Regions from separate parts of the Mus musculus genome. Here region 1 is linked to region 2. The links are chromatin contacts, called in public HiChIP or PLAC-seq maps. All regions are on one chromosome and are shown on one strand. Each heading gives the region's core, a stretch centred on a gene start, on an enhancer-like site or on the middle of the called end of the contact. The rest is flanking DNA. Distances are from core to core; before and after follow the strand shown.

The links. HiChIP or PLAC-seq counts read pairs in DNA pulled down with a chosen protein or histone mark.
Region 1: a contact with region 2 is called in an HNF4G HiChIP or PLAC-seq map of pancreatic cancer cells. The contact joins the enhancer-like site here to the promoter of Sh3rf1 in region 2. A contact is called at or near these places in 21 of 484 Hi-C or Micro-C datasets (the 63-12 cell line, the HL-1 cell line, LSK cells and 12 more), 12 of 115 datasets of contacts at active chromatin or transcription factors (bone marrow-derived macrophages, a colorectal cancer cell line, embryonic fibroblasts and 7 more) and 3 of 9 other capture datasets (adipose tissue, liver and pancreatic islet).

What each region holds. Positions count from the first base shown.
Region 1 is chr8:61,263,131-61,269,357 of GRCm38.p6, reverse strand. The region is part of intron 2 of Sh3rf1 (SH3 domain containing ring finger 1); the gene reads right to left. Among named protein-coding and RNA genes, the nearest start is that of 1700001D01Rik, 23 kb to the left of the region's middle. Within about 2 kb of position 3,762, at least 58 of the 459 cell types and tissues checked have an H3K27ac peak or open chromatin away from gene starts, as enhancers often do. A contact at or near this core is called in the HL-1 cell line, a colorectal cancer cell line, embryonic fibroblasts and 3 more, where this site is marked.
Region 2 is chr8:61,221,948-61,228,694 of GRCm38.p6, reverse strand. Sh3rf1 (SH3 domain containing ring finger 1) reads right to left here and starts at 4,524. Exons shown (of 12, transcript NM_021506.2): 1 at 4,349-4,524; 2 at 2,377-2,863. The coding sequence starts at 2,769.

The DNA of each region.
Region 1 (6,227 bases), core at 2,513-5,012, 41 kb before region 2:
TATGGTTCTGTGGCCTAGCACTTGTCTAGTGTAGAAAAGACTGTGGGCTGAATGCCTCGCACTGCAGAAGGACAAGAAAGAGAAAACAAAAAGAGAGATGGTGGGGAAATAATACAAATGATTAAACTCTACCATCAATCAATAACCTCTTTGCAGAAACCCCGATCTCCAGGTACTAAAAAACATTGAAATGACAAATGAAAAGCAAAAGGCTATTCCAGGTTTCACATTGAAAAATGTTCCTCTTGAACAAACTGTATCTGTCACCAGATATTTCTTCTTCCCCTGATAGGTATATAGAAAAATGATTCATGGAGACCGTCCATAGACTACAAAACTAGGTGGTGCGGGTTTCCCAACAGGTGTCAGGTGTTGAGCCGAATCCCTGCCTGTAACTTGTAAAGGAGCCGCAGCAGGGCACTCCTTTTAAAATCTGAATTAGCATGTTACACTCTGAAACCACAATTGGCCAGGGTGGCCAGGATGGATCCCTGGGTGTTCTGTAACATCCATACATTATTTATTTTACTACGCAGCCACAGAGGGCTGAGATCACTCTGTGTGTGCCTGGTTCCACCCGTGGGCTGAAAACAACTTTGCCAGCAGAGTCTAACTATCTCCAACTATGGCATGCCCAAACAGGCAAACCAAATACTTCTCCTAGGGCTACCCAAGGCAAGGGGAAGGACACAGGGGCACTGGAGAGAAGAGAACGCATGGTCCTGAGATGTGAGAGCAGAAGGCATTGTATTCCCAAAAGCTTCAACTCTGGAAAGTTAAAAAGCAGTATCATGAGGGTGAATTTAAAAACCTGCTCGATCATGGAGTTTGCATTCCAAAAGCCTGATCCGAATTTTATTAAGGACTTTATTTCCTATAAAAGTTACATAACATGGGCCAATGAGGTGGCTCAGCAGGTAAAGATACTTTGCTGCCAAATGCAATGACCTAAGTTCCCACGTGGTAGGAGAGAACTGACTCTGGCAGCTGTTCTCTGACCTGCACACCTGCGCCACGGTGCACACACATACACACTCTTACACACGCATGTATGCGTGTACACATATGCACATGCATGCACACAGACAAATAATAAAGAAGTCAGTGCAATAAGTCTTTTTAAAGCTATAGCACATACTTCAGTTTCTTCCTTCAGTACTTTCTTCACATTTGAAGCTGTGATTGGGTCACTGCTGAGTGTATAGTCTGAATGGCTATCTTCTATAAGGCTTAAAAATCTGCACTAAGCTAAAGATGTGTGCCCTGGGTTCCATCTCCAGCACTGGAGTGGGGAAAAAAACTGCACTAAGAAAATACTGGTTTAAAGAGAGATTGTCTTCAAGTGTAGATGGTCACACGCACAGCTGTCAAGTGTGCGCACACACTCACTTCCTATGACAGCTACAACAAACTTCGTGTCTTCTCACTACGTACGTTTATTAGCTCAGAGTTTTAGAGGTCAAATTTCTGAAACAGGCCCTTCTGAACTAAAATCAAGATGCTGACAGGGCTGCATTCTTTTCTGGAAGCTCTAGGGGAAAATGAATTTCTCACCTCTTCCAGCTTCTAGGGGCTGCACGGCTCGGCTTGTGGTGGCGTCCCCTGTATTCCACAGCTGGCTCATCACACAACACTTCTGAAACCTTGTCTCCTGCCCACTTCCACTCAGAAACACCCCCACCCCCATCCTGTGATTACACTGGAGCCCTAAGCAACTCTGGTTCCTCATGTCACGGTCTGCCAATTAGCACCCTTAATCCACTTTTCCAAATCACACCTTACCATACCACACCATACCACACAACACCACATCACACCATACCATACCACACAACACCACATATCACACACATCACATCACATCATACCATACCACACCATACCACACAACACCACATCATACCATACCACACAACACCACATCACACCATACCATACCACACCACATCACACCATACCACACCACAGCATACCATACAACACCATATATCACACACATCACACCATATCACACCATACCATACCACACCATACCACACCATACGATACCATACAATGCCATACCATACACATCATACCACATCACACCAATCACATCATACTACACCACACCATACCACACACATCACACCATATCACACTATCCCACACTACACCACACCACAATACCACATCATACCACACCACACCATACCATACCATACAATACAGCCACACATTGACAGAGTTCTTCATGCTCATAGACAAGTTTCTTAGACTTTCCTGTCTAGTTTTCTGATGAAAACTTCCACAGATGTCTTTGGCTCTGTAGTGTTTGTTATTGTTGTTGTTATTGTTTGTTGTTTGGTTGTTTGATTGGTTGGTTTTTATAAAGCATCCTTTAAAAAAATTCTAGAGGTTTCCAAGGGTGCAAAGCAGAAATAACTCAAGTAGGTTCTAAGACCCACAATGGCCCCATCTACAATCAGACTGGAGAAATGTTCAGGCCATAAAGGTTGTGAGGCTCCTGTCCATAGCTGCAACTTATACAGCTATAGACAGGCTGACACATGACTACATTTTTGTTTTTAATCTCAAGATTGAGTTTTTCCAGAATTTCCTTAAGGTCTCCATTTGGCTAAACAAAGATATCTGAATGACATCACTGTTTTCTAATAAAAATAAATTATATTTCAATTCCAACTTCATCTATAGGAAAATAAGCTCATATTTGTAATGTTTCTTCCTTTTCTATTTATAGGAGAGGCATATACAGAATGATTACATTAATTAATAATTAGATTACTAGGAGCTGGAGAGATGGCTCAGCCCTTAGCACCGGTTGCTCTTGCAGAGATCCTGGACTCAGTACCCCATGGAGACTCACAATCATCAGTAAACCCCATTCCAGGCACCTAGTGCCCTCTTCTTATTTCAGGTACAACATAGGAACCAGGAACATATGTGGTACACAAACATACAGACAAAACATATACATAAAGTAAAATAAACACTTTAAAAATAAATTACTGTCAGATACAACCCAATTCTCTAATACTTTTCTGGCCTCTAAATGATCATAGGAACAATTTTCTGAATCTTCAAAACAGTATGTGAAGTTTGCCAAAGAGATGGCACAGCAGAGAAAGGTGTTTGCCGCCAATCCCCATGACCTGAGTTCAATCCCCAGGGACCCATAGAGCTGAAGGAGAGAACCAACTCTACACGTTGTCCTCTGACCTCCGTGGCATGTGCGCACACATACAAAGTGTAAATCGGGCTACTGACTGCTCACTGGGCAAAGGTATGGGTTGCCAAGCCTCACAGCTTAAGTTCAAGCCCCAGTACCCATGTGGGTGAAGAGAGGAACCAACTCCCCAAAGCACACTGTGGCATGCATGTGTGGATGTGGGGGTTAGAAGACAGCTTTAATCATAAATAAATGTAATTTAAAAATTTAAACAGCATTTGAACATAATAATTCTACAATACATGAGTTTTTAGTTTTTAGTTTTTCAAACTGTGCTCTTTAAAACATCTATAAATGTGGATTGATGTACTTCAGTTTAAAAAGCTAGTCTGCAGTCACATACATGATGTGATGTGAGGCCACGGTGCCTCCCTCCCTGTTAGGCCATGATGCGCACTGTCAGAAGTCCCCAAGCAGGGAAGTCACCGAGTTTACTACCATCAGTGTCTCCAGAAAGTTTCCCTAGCCCCCATATGCAAGTGAGAAGAGGGAAATGACCAGCAAGTCCCCACTGAGGATCCCTCACGTAGGAAAGTGCTGAGCTTACTCATCAGAGCTGGGAACACAGCCAAGCGCAGCTTAGCCTCTAAGTGTAGGGGATAAATAAACAGAAAAGCATTTGCAAATACCAAGTGCAGAATCAAAGCCAAACTGCAACTATGATTAAAATTTACTCTAGACAACACAAATATGAAAAAGGTTCTGTTGTCTATTATTTTTTAAAATGTAGTATTCTACAGGGCTTTCATCAGGGCAAGTCTACATAAACGTGACTGTGTTTGTAACTAACACGCATGCATCTTGTCCCTCGGATAAAGCTCTGGAAGGCCCCATTCACCATATCTGAGCAACAGAACTTGTAAAGAATTTTTAATCTATGTGTATGAGGGTCTGCACGCATGCACACCACTGACAGGCCTGGTGTTAACAAGGCCAGAAAGGCGCATCAGCTGCCCTCGAAGTGGAGTTACAGTTAGTTGTGAGCCACCGGGCAGGTACTGCCGGAACGGCAAGTGCTCTTAATCTCTGAACCATCTCTTCAGCCGACAGGCTCTTTAGAAAGGCCCTTCAAACTCTTTTTTCATGTGATAAGCAAGCAATGACACTCAACTAAAAGAAACTAAAGTCACCTTTGAAGGATTAGGAAATCTTTGAGATGACTTTTATTCTGGGGTTTTGGGTTTTTTTTTTTTCTCCTTAAAATTCTACAATATTTCAACCTAAATTTAAATTATTTCTCTTTAACCTAAAGATATAACAAGTACTAACTATTTAAATATTTCCAAATGCCTTCAAGTAATATCTTTGTGCGTGTGCACGTGTGTGTGTGTGTGTGTGTGTGTGTGTGTGTGTGTGTGTGTATGTGTATGTCTATTGAGGTCTCACCTGTTCCAGGCTGGCCTTCAATTATCTATGTAACAGAAATGACTTGAATTTCTATTGCTCCTGCTCCCAACTCACTTTAGAGCAGTGGTTCTCAACCTTCCTAAATGCTGAGACCTCTAACACAGCCCCTCATGCTGTGACAATCCCAGCCCTCATGCTGTGATGATCCCTGACGATCCCAGCCCTCATGTTGTGACAACCCCAACCATAATATCATTTTGTTGCTACTTCATAACTATAATTTTGCTAGTTATGAATTATAATATAAACATCTGATCCGCAGGATATCTGATAAGTGACCCCGAAGCAGTCTCAACCCACAGGCTGTGAGCCACAGTGGGCTGTGAACCCACAGGTTGTGACATCACACCCATTTGTGTGGTGCTAGACTAACACTCTACCTACTGAGGCCCATAACTAGCCCAAGTGATGGCCTTATGGACTTCTAGTCCATAAAGAGAGAAAGAAAGCGGCTGGAGAGACGGTCCAGAGGTTAGGAGACCTGGGGTCTTGCAGAGAACCCTAGTTAGGTGGCTTATAACCACCACTTTCTCCCAGTTACACACATACACACACTCAAATTCAGACATATACATATAAAATTTCAAAGTCTTTACATAAAATATAAAAAAGGAAAACAGAGAAAGATTCAACAGTACTTACAACTCCACAAAAGAGTTATATTTAGGACAAACTGTCACAACTGTGTAAGGCCAGGACACCAGACAGACAGACAGACAGACAGATATAGCAAGTAAGAGAAAAGTGCACACCAAGGCAGGTAGTACAAAGGATCCGGTTCCATCTGGCGCTCTGTGACCTAGATGACCAGGAAGGCACAGGAAGGACTTGGGCAGCCAGAGAGGACACAGCTCAGTGGGTTGCGGTAGAACATGCTACAGAGTATGACCTCTGTTCTGGGTTTGAAGGCTGACTTTAAAGGCGGACAGTCTTTAAAGCAATTTTAGAAGAGTTGAATGTTCAGATCCACACTGGACAAAGACCCTGGGACAATGTGGACAATTAAATGGAGAAAGGAGAAGCTACAAATAGGTAGACCAAGCCAGAAGCGTCATGTCTTCATGGTGTCTTCACAACCTCCGTGTGTGTGTGTGTGTGTGTGTGTGTGTGTGTGTGTGTGTGTGTGTCGATGGGGACTGTGGCTCTAAAGTGACCAATTAAGAAATAGCATCTCAACTAGATTAAAAGACTTCCCCAAGGTCCTATATTAAAGAATAAAAGGCTGAAATTGACTCTAGATCTTTTGTATTTCATTCCGCTGGCTTTGACTTTCCAATCCTTTTGAAGTTAAAATAAAGGTTCTACTTAGGTCATATGATGTCCCCAGACAGCAGTAACTGGGGCAAATAAACTGAAGATGATTAGGTAACTTTCTGATTATAACACACACACACACACACACACACACACACACACACACGCACACACACGCACACACACGCACGCGCACAAACCACCGCATACACTACATACACATACACACAACCACAACATACACACACATACATACACATATACTACAGACACACACACATACATACATACATATATATACACACACATACACACACACACACATGCGCGCGCGCAT
Region 2 (6,747 bases), core at 3,275-5,774:
TCTGGGAACGTATTTACCTTTCAGGTGCTCCCTCTATATACGCGAAGCCTCGGCTGCCGTGAATACTTGTACGAACAAATGCTACTGTAACTCGGAAAAAAATTAATTTTTAATATGATGACGTCATTTACTCGGATTCAGACTTCTGCTTGTCTGTCTTTCTCCGCTCTCCACAAAGTCCTCAACTCTTCTATACAAACTAATAAGGCTCAAGTTCAACTGACCCTCTCTGAAAAGCATCTGTCATATGTCAAAGAAAAACAGGAAGCAAACTATGAATCATAGAAACCGGAAAAAGCATATCGGCAGGATCAAAATCTCCAAATAGCCAAGAAAAATAAAAACCCATTTTGGAATCTTAGCCAGCCGCTGAGGCAGCAGGGCCTTTCGCTTCTATTTCCTTGTCAATACCTACATTAGAAAGAACATTTAAAATCAAATGGGCTTGATTGAACCTCTCCTTAAATTCCTTTATCAGCAATCAGACATTCGTAGCATTCCTCCCAACAGGTAAGACAACAACTGGGACACTTTAATTCATAGCCAGAAGCCACTCTCACCAGGCCTAATTAACAAGAAACAAATCCCTCCAAAGATGCAAATCTACCTTCCCTCTCCGTTAAGGCAAGCAGACCTGGCTCCAAGTCTCAGAAATGATCAGCCGAATCACTGGTTATGAGATTAAAATATTCATGAGCCCATATGTACTAATTGAGGTACCAGTAAACTTGGTACTACATAATAAGAGTTTCATACATCGGGATCCAAATAAGAAAGCCTTCCCAAAGGCAGGGTGATCGTGCCTGCAATCCCATACTTGGTAAACTGAGGTGGGAGCACGAATCTGAGGCCAGCCTGGTATACAGTGAATCCCAGGCTAGCCCAGACTACAGAAAGAAAAGGAAGGAAGGAAGCCATCTGAGGCCAATTTTTAATATCTACATATTAATCATATGTCATATATATGAATCTTAGGAAACTAGGACCCTAATGGTAAAGCTGTTCTCTAGTAATCCAAACAGTACCTGTGAGTAAGATACTACAGCTAGTGATCTAAGTACTTCTTATCATTCTATAAATGGTAAAAATTATTTTTTGCAATGATGAGCTGATAGTCCACACATGTATGAGTCCCCACACTACCATCCTAGTGGATAGCTATTTATTAAAGGAAAGTAATCAGTTTTAGGTTCTGACTAAAAATATTTAAAAAAGAAAAATCTCAGCCAGCTTTAAAATGTTCTTTAAAGCTGGAGAGATATCTCAGTGGTTAAGACCATTGGCTGCTCTTGCTGAGGACTGGGGTTCAGTTCCCAGAACCCACATGGTGACTCACAATTCTAGCTCCGGTTCTGGGAACTCTGATGCCTTCTGCTGACATTTATGGGCATCGGGCACATAGGTGGTGCACATACACATGTGCAGGCAAAACCCTTAGACAAATAACAATGTTCTAAATCTAAAAATAATAGCAATTTTAATAGCCTATAAAAATCTATTCACTTGACAAATACATGGCCAATTATCAAAACTGCCTAGTGGATAGCTATGTATTAAATGGAAGCACTGCCTTCTTCCAACCAAAACAGAATGACTCTTGTTGTCTGGATGTCAAAGACCGTGTCTCATTTCATGAAAAACAACAAAAGCAGGTCCTATCAGGAAACGATCACAGGAAACACAATTCTTATTCATTAAGAATCATTTACTAAATTAAGCCTAGTAAAGGTAGAAATATTTAACTTCACCTACAATTATTTCCGCCCAAACCAAAGGGGGGAAAAAATCATTTTGACGGAGTATTTCATTTCACTCCCTACAAAGCCCAGTACAGCCAGATGTAAGAGTCCTATGTGACATTCTGTTGCTACAGCAACGAAGCTGCTACCTGTGGCCATGATTTGTTAAAAAATCCTCCAACCATATTCTGTACTGTGCATTCATAAAACCACCAGAATGGCTCTAAGCAGCATAAAAATTAAGGCTTGCATTCTTACCTATGATTTACTCATATACGTATTTACTATATATATTTGTATGTGTATACACACACACACACACACACACACACGATTCTCTCAGCGCCATCAAAAGGGTGAGACCATACCAATTTTCCTTTTAATGAACATTTGATACCTGGTTCCTAAAATATATCCTACCAGACAATGAAGACTATAAGAGAAGATCTTTAAAACAGGATTTACTATGTCGGATCCAGTCTTATTTCAAGAGAAAATAAGGTCCTAAGGTTGAATCTATCTGCCCGGGTAGGTGTGGCTTCTTAGAGCTGATTTGGAAAATAAGCTAATAAAGAAGAGCTGCAGTCGGTCATCACCGCCTGCATTCACCCAACTGCCTCTCTTCCAAGCTACTCACCCTCACTGGGGGGCTCCAGGCTTGCACCCGAGGCTGCTGTCCACACTGGGAGCTCTGCAGATCTTTCGAGCCACAATTAACCACAGTGCTGCCCTGCGCCCTTAATGTGTTTGTGCAGGTGGTCCCGCCGCCCCCACCAGGGCCGGGTTTCCAAGGCCTCTGCTTGATGCCATCCAGAAGTCTGACCAGTAGGATGTTACTGGGGAGCTCGTCGACCCCAGAGCCAACAAGAGTCCGGCATTCGGGACATCTGAGTTCATTCCGGGAACCCACAATCCCCAGCAAACAGCGTTTGCAAAAGGTATGCTGGCAGGGTAAGACCTTTGCGGAAGCATCCAGGCGTTCTAGACACACAGGGCACTCCAGAAGGTCCAACAAGGCAGACTCATCCATCTTGAGTGACTTTAGTGAGAAAACGGCTTCAGAACGTTCATAGTTGTGCGCAGCCCTTAAAGTGATTCATGTAACATCCATTTCAGACTTTGCTCTGGAGTTATGGGGAGAGAGGGGAGGAAAGAGAAAAATGACTGTTGTTATCTGAGGGAAAAGTTCACAGTGGAGCCAAGAACCAAAAAGTACACAAAAGTGCTTCCTCTGCATAGTCCAGCTTGGCTTTGGAATGTGGTTTCTGAGCTCCAAAGTCAACAATTAAAAACACAACAGGCTTCTTAAACGATTCCCTACTAATCCCTGAAGGTATCTAGAACCTCACTGGGCAGCAAGAACTAGCAAGCAATAAACAGGATTTATGAAAAAGCAATAAAAGACCGATATCGGCTGCCTAATGAAGTTCTCAACTTATTGGAGAACCTAAGCAAAACCGACTGGAAGTTTCCTCTATCTAAAACAATACTTTTAAGTCCAACGACCTTCCCAATTTTTAAGCCACCGTTATCATTTAAGAAGCCTTGCCCTGGGTGAATGATCCCAATATTAAATACATATGTGTCTTCCCTGTCTGAGAACAGACAGCTTAATCTTATCTAAGGCCCCCCACCCCCCACCCCCCAGAGCTGATGGTCGGCAATTCTAAAAGATATAGCCAAAACCTGCTTGAAAATAGCTACAAGAAAAATCACCCTTTCCGGCATGGCTGACAAACTCTGAAACAGATTTCTGAACCGCTTGTCTTAATCCCATTCAGAAAAATCTAGTAAAATGTTCACCAAAATTCGACGATGGAATGAATGCTAGGCTTAAAACTCTGGGTACATCTGAAAAACGGCCCCCTCAGGAGAAAGAGTATTTGAAGCCAGTTGGTGCATCGCTGTCCCCACCACCACCACCACCCCAACCAATGTAGATGCCTAGGTGGGGAGGGGGTGAAAGGATTTGGAGGCTACATTAACAGCTGTTCCTGACTAGTCGGTTCTGGGGAGAGCCAGGGTACGCCCCTCTTCCCACGGTGGGGCACAGGTAGCCCCCAACCCCTTGGCGTGGTGCTCGCCACAAACACACCCCAGAGCCAGGTGTCGCCAGCCGGGGACAGAGATGGTCCTAGGAGCTGAGGCTGCGGCCGGGTAGCTCCAGAAACAGGGAATCTCACCCAGCTGCCTCCTCTCAGCCTCCCTTTAGGTCAAATCCAGGACAAAAAAAAAATTGCCCAACACCGATCGGTGGAAGTTTTCAAGGACTTAAAGAAAAATAAAGATGCAGCCTTAAGTTGGCCAAAGTCAGCGCCACTGAGTGCGGCGGGAAGCAGACTAGCGACCCCGCGGGGATGAGCTCAGCGACAGTCCCCGGAGACTGCCACCCCAGAGGCAGAAGGGACCCGGCTGTGTCCGGGGAGAGAGCGGCCCCAAGGCCCGGCAGAGGCTTCGGAAGAGACGAGAGAGGCCGCGGGGCTCGTTCCCGGCAGGTCCCGGAGACCCAAAGGGGAAGCGCGGGGACCGACCCGCGCGCACCACTGGGATGCGGGCGACCACCGGCCACCACCCCGCGCCCGGCGTCTCCGACTCGCCGCGCACCCTACCTCGCGCCTCCGCTGCTCGCCTTTGTTCGCGGCCCCGCAGCGCTGGTAGATGCAGCCCCGCCGAGCCCGCTGCCCGTGTGGCTCGGCCGCCGCGGTGGCACCGGGAGCCTCCTCACGGCCGCCCCCCTCGCGCGCGCTCGCACAGCACGCCGCCGCCGCCGCCTCCCACCCGCCCAGCAAGGAGGGCGGGGGAACGCGACGCCGCCAAGGAGGAGGAGGAGGCGGAGGCAGCGCGCAGCGGGCGCCCGGGGACCGGAGGGACGCACCACAGCGCCGCCCGCCGCTCGGGGACCCGCGCTGGAGCCCCCAGCGGGCGGCAGCTTCGGGGACGCACTTAGCGGGAGGAAGGCTCGGGGACCCGCGCCTTCACGCCCCGAGGACGTGCACCCCGAGCAAATTTGGGCTACCCAGGAGGAGGGCGGTGGGAGTGGCGCCGAGGGACCAGGAAGAGGCTGGGGCAAGGGCGCCCTGCCGGCCTCCGGCTCCGCCTGGCCGGTGCCTGGAGACCGACTCTTCCCGGTGGCCTGGGAAGGGAGTGGCTCTGGCGGGAACCGATCGCGCTTTGCTGGGCGTGCACACTGCCTGGGTGGATATAGAGAGAGCAAAGTGAGACCCCTTAGTTCTGGAGTCCGGGTTAGTGACCACCCTATGGATCCCGGGGCCCGCCTCTTCCACCCAGCAATCAGCCCCCACTGCAGCAGCCAAGGGAGACAAATCCAAGCAAGTTTGGAGAAATGCGGATCCTAAAATTCAGAATGAGAAAGGGAAAAGAAAAAAAAAAAAACTAGAAAAACAGGTGGGAGATTAAAGCCAGTCTTGGGGAGGTTCTTCCTACCTGCCTAAAATGGGGTGAATTCAAAGTCTGACCCAGGTGGGCCGGCGCCTTGAAGCTGGCTAGGGGATACCTCTTTTATCTGCGCCTTGGAGGCAGCCATCATCATCATCTCTGTAATCTGTTTCTGTTGCCCCGGGCACACACCTGTATTCTCTGAAATGTGGGCTTGCAAAAAGGGGTGTCCAAGGGTGTGTGTGTGTGTGTGTGTGTAGGCTTGTTTGTCAAACTTATTTCAGAGACGCGTTAAATGTTGTCAAAGAGTGTGATTCATTTATACTTACTGTCAGTTTACCAAAAGTAACTTCACAAGAGAGATCGTGTATGAAATTCTTGCCAGGCCACCAACCAAGCTGATAAGGAATTGAAAAGGAATCTCGGGTTATCAGTTCATCTCCAACCAGAGCCACAGCTAAGTCATAATAATAAATAGATAAGTGAGTATCATTCAAGTTAAGAAAATAAAATTATAGCAAGTAGCAATCATCAGTCATTTTAAGCCAGGCACCGTACTAAACTCTTAAACGTATTAATTCCATCCTCACAGCAGCTCTCTATGTCATCCTTCCCAGCTTTGTTCTAAAGAGATTAATATGCTGAGACTTAGACTGTATGAATACCAAAAATAATTGCCCACTTCCTTTCCCGTTAGAGGGAGAACAAGTATGTGTTTATATTGAGCTGAAAAAGGCAAGGGGAAAAAAATGGATGAAGAGAATGAGGAGAAAAATAGTTAACTACAAACAGCATTCTGAAAGTGTTGGCCCAGTTAACGCTGCAGCAGAAACTGGAGATGAAGGCTGGGCAGACTGGAAAGTCAGAGTCAGGGAACAGACTGATTTGGGGGGTATTAAGACTGAAGGTCCACTTGGGTAACTTCCCTACATCACAGAGTAGGACTCTACTCCAGCTCTCTGCATTCCAAGACCTGTTTCTTTCCTCAAAAAAAGTTGGGGGGAGGGGGGGCGGAGAAAAGGTAGGACCTTAATCACATAATCTCTTGTGTTGCTTCATCTTGCATCGCAAGATGAAATGCCAGACAGAGACAATGGGGGAGGGGCTATTTTAGTTCTAAGTTTCGGAGGGTTCCATCCATAATTACTTGCACAAGACATCGATGTGGAAAAGAGATGTTTAGACAAACAAGAAGCTGAAGGAGAACCCAAGAAGGGGCCAGGCCAAGCGATAGCCCCCAAGGACAAACTCCCACTGACTACTTCTGGGTCCCCCTCCTTCTTTGCACCTCCTCCTAATAATGCCATCATATGAATCCTTGAAGAGATCAATAAATTGATCAGATCAAAACCCCTGGAAATCAAGCATCTTCCCAAAGTGCATGATCTGAAAACCAAGACCTCGCCACATGAGCCCATGGAGACAGCTTACATTCAAGTCATAATGCCTTAAAAGAGAAAGAAAGTTTATTTCTTCTACCCGTTTGGCTTTTTGTTTGTTTGTTTGTTTGTTGTTTATACAAAGTCTCATTATGTAGCCGTGGCTGGCTTAGAACTCATAAGGACCTGTTGGCCAGGTGTGGTAGTATATGCCCTTAGTCTCAGTACTTGAG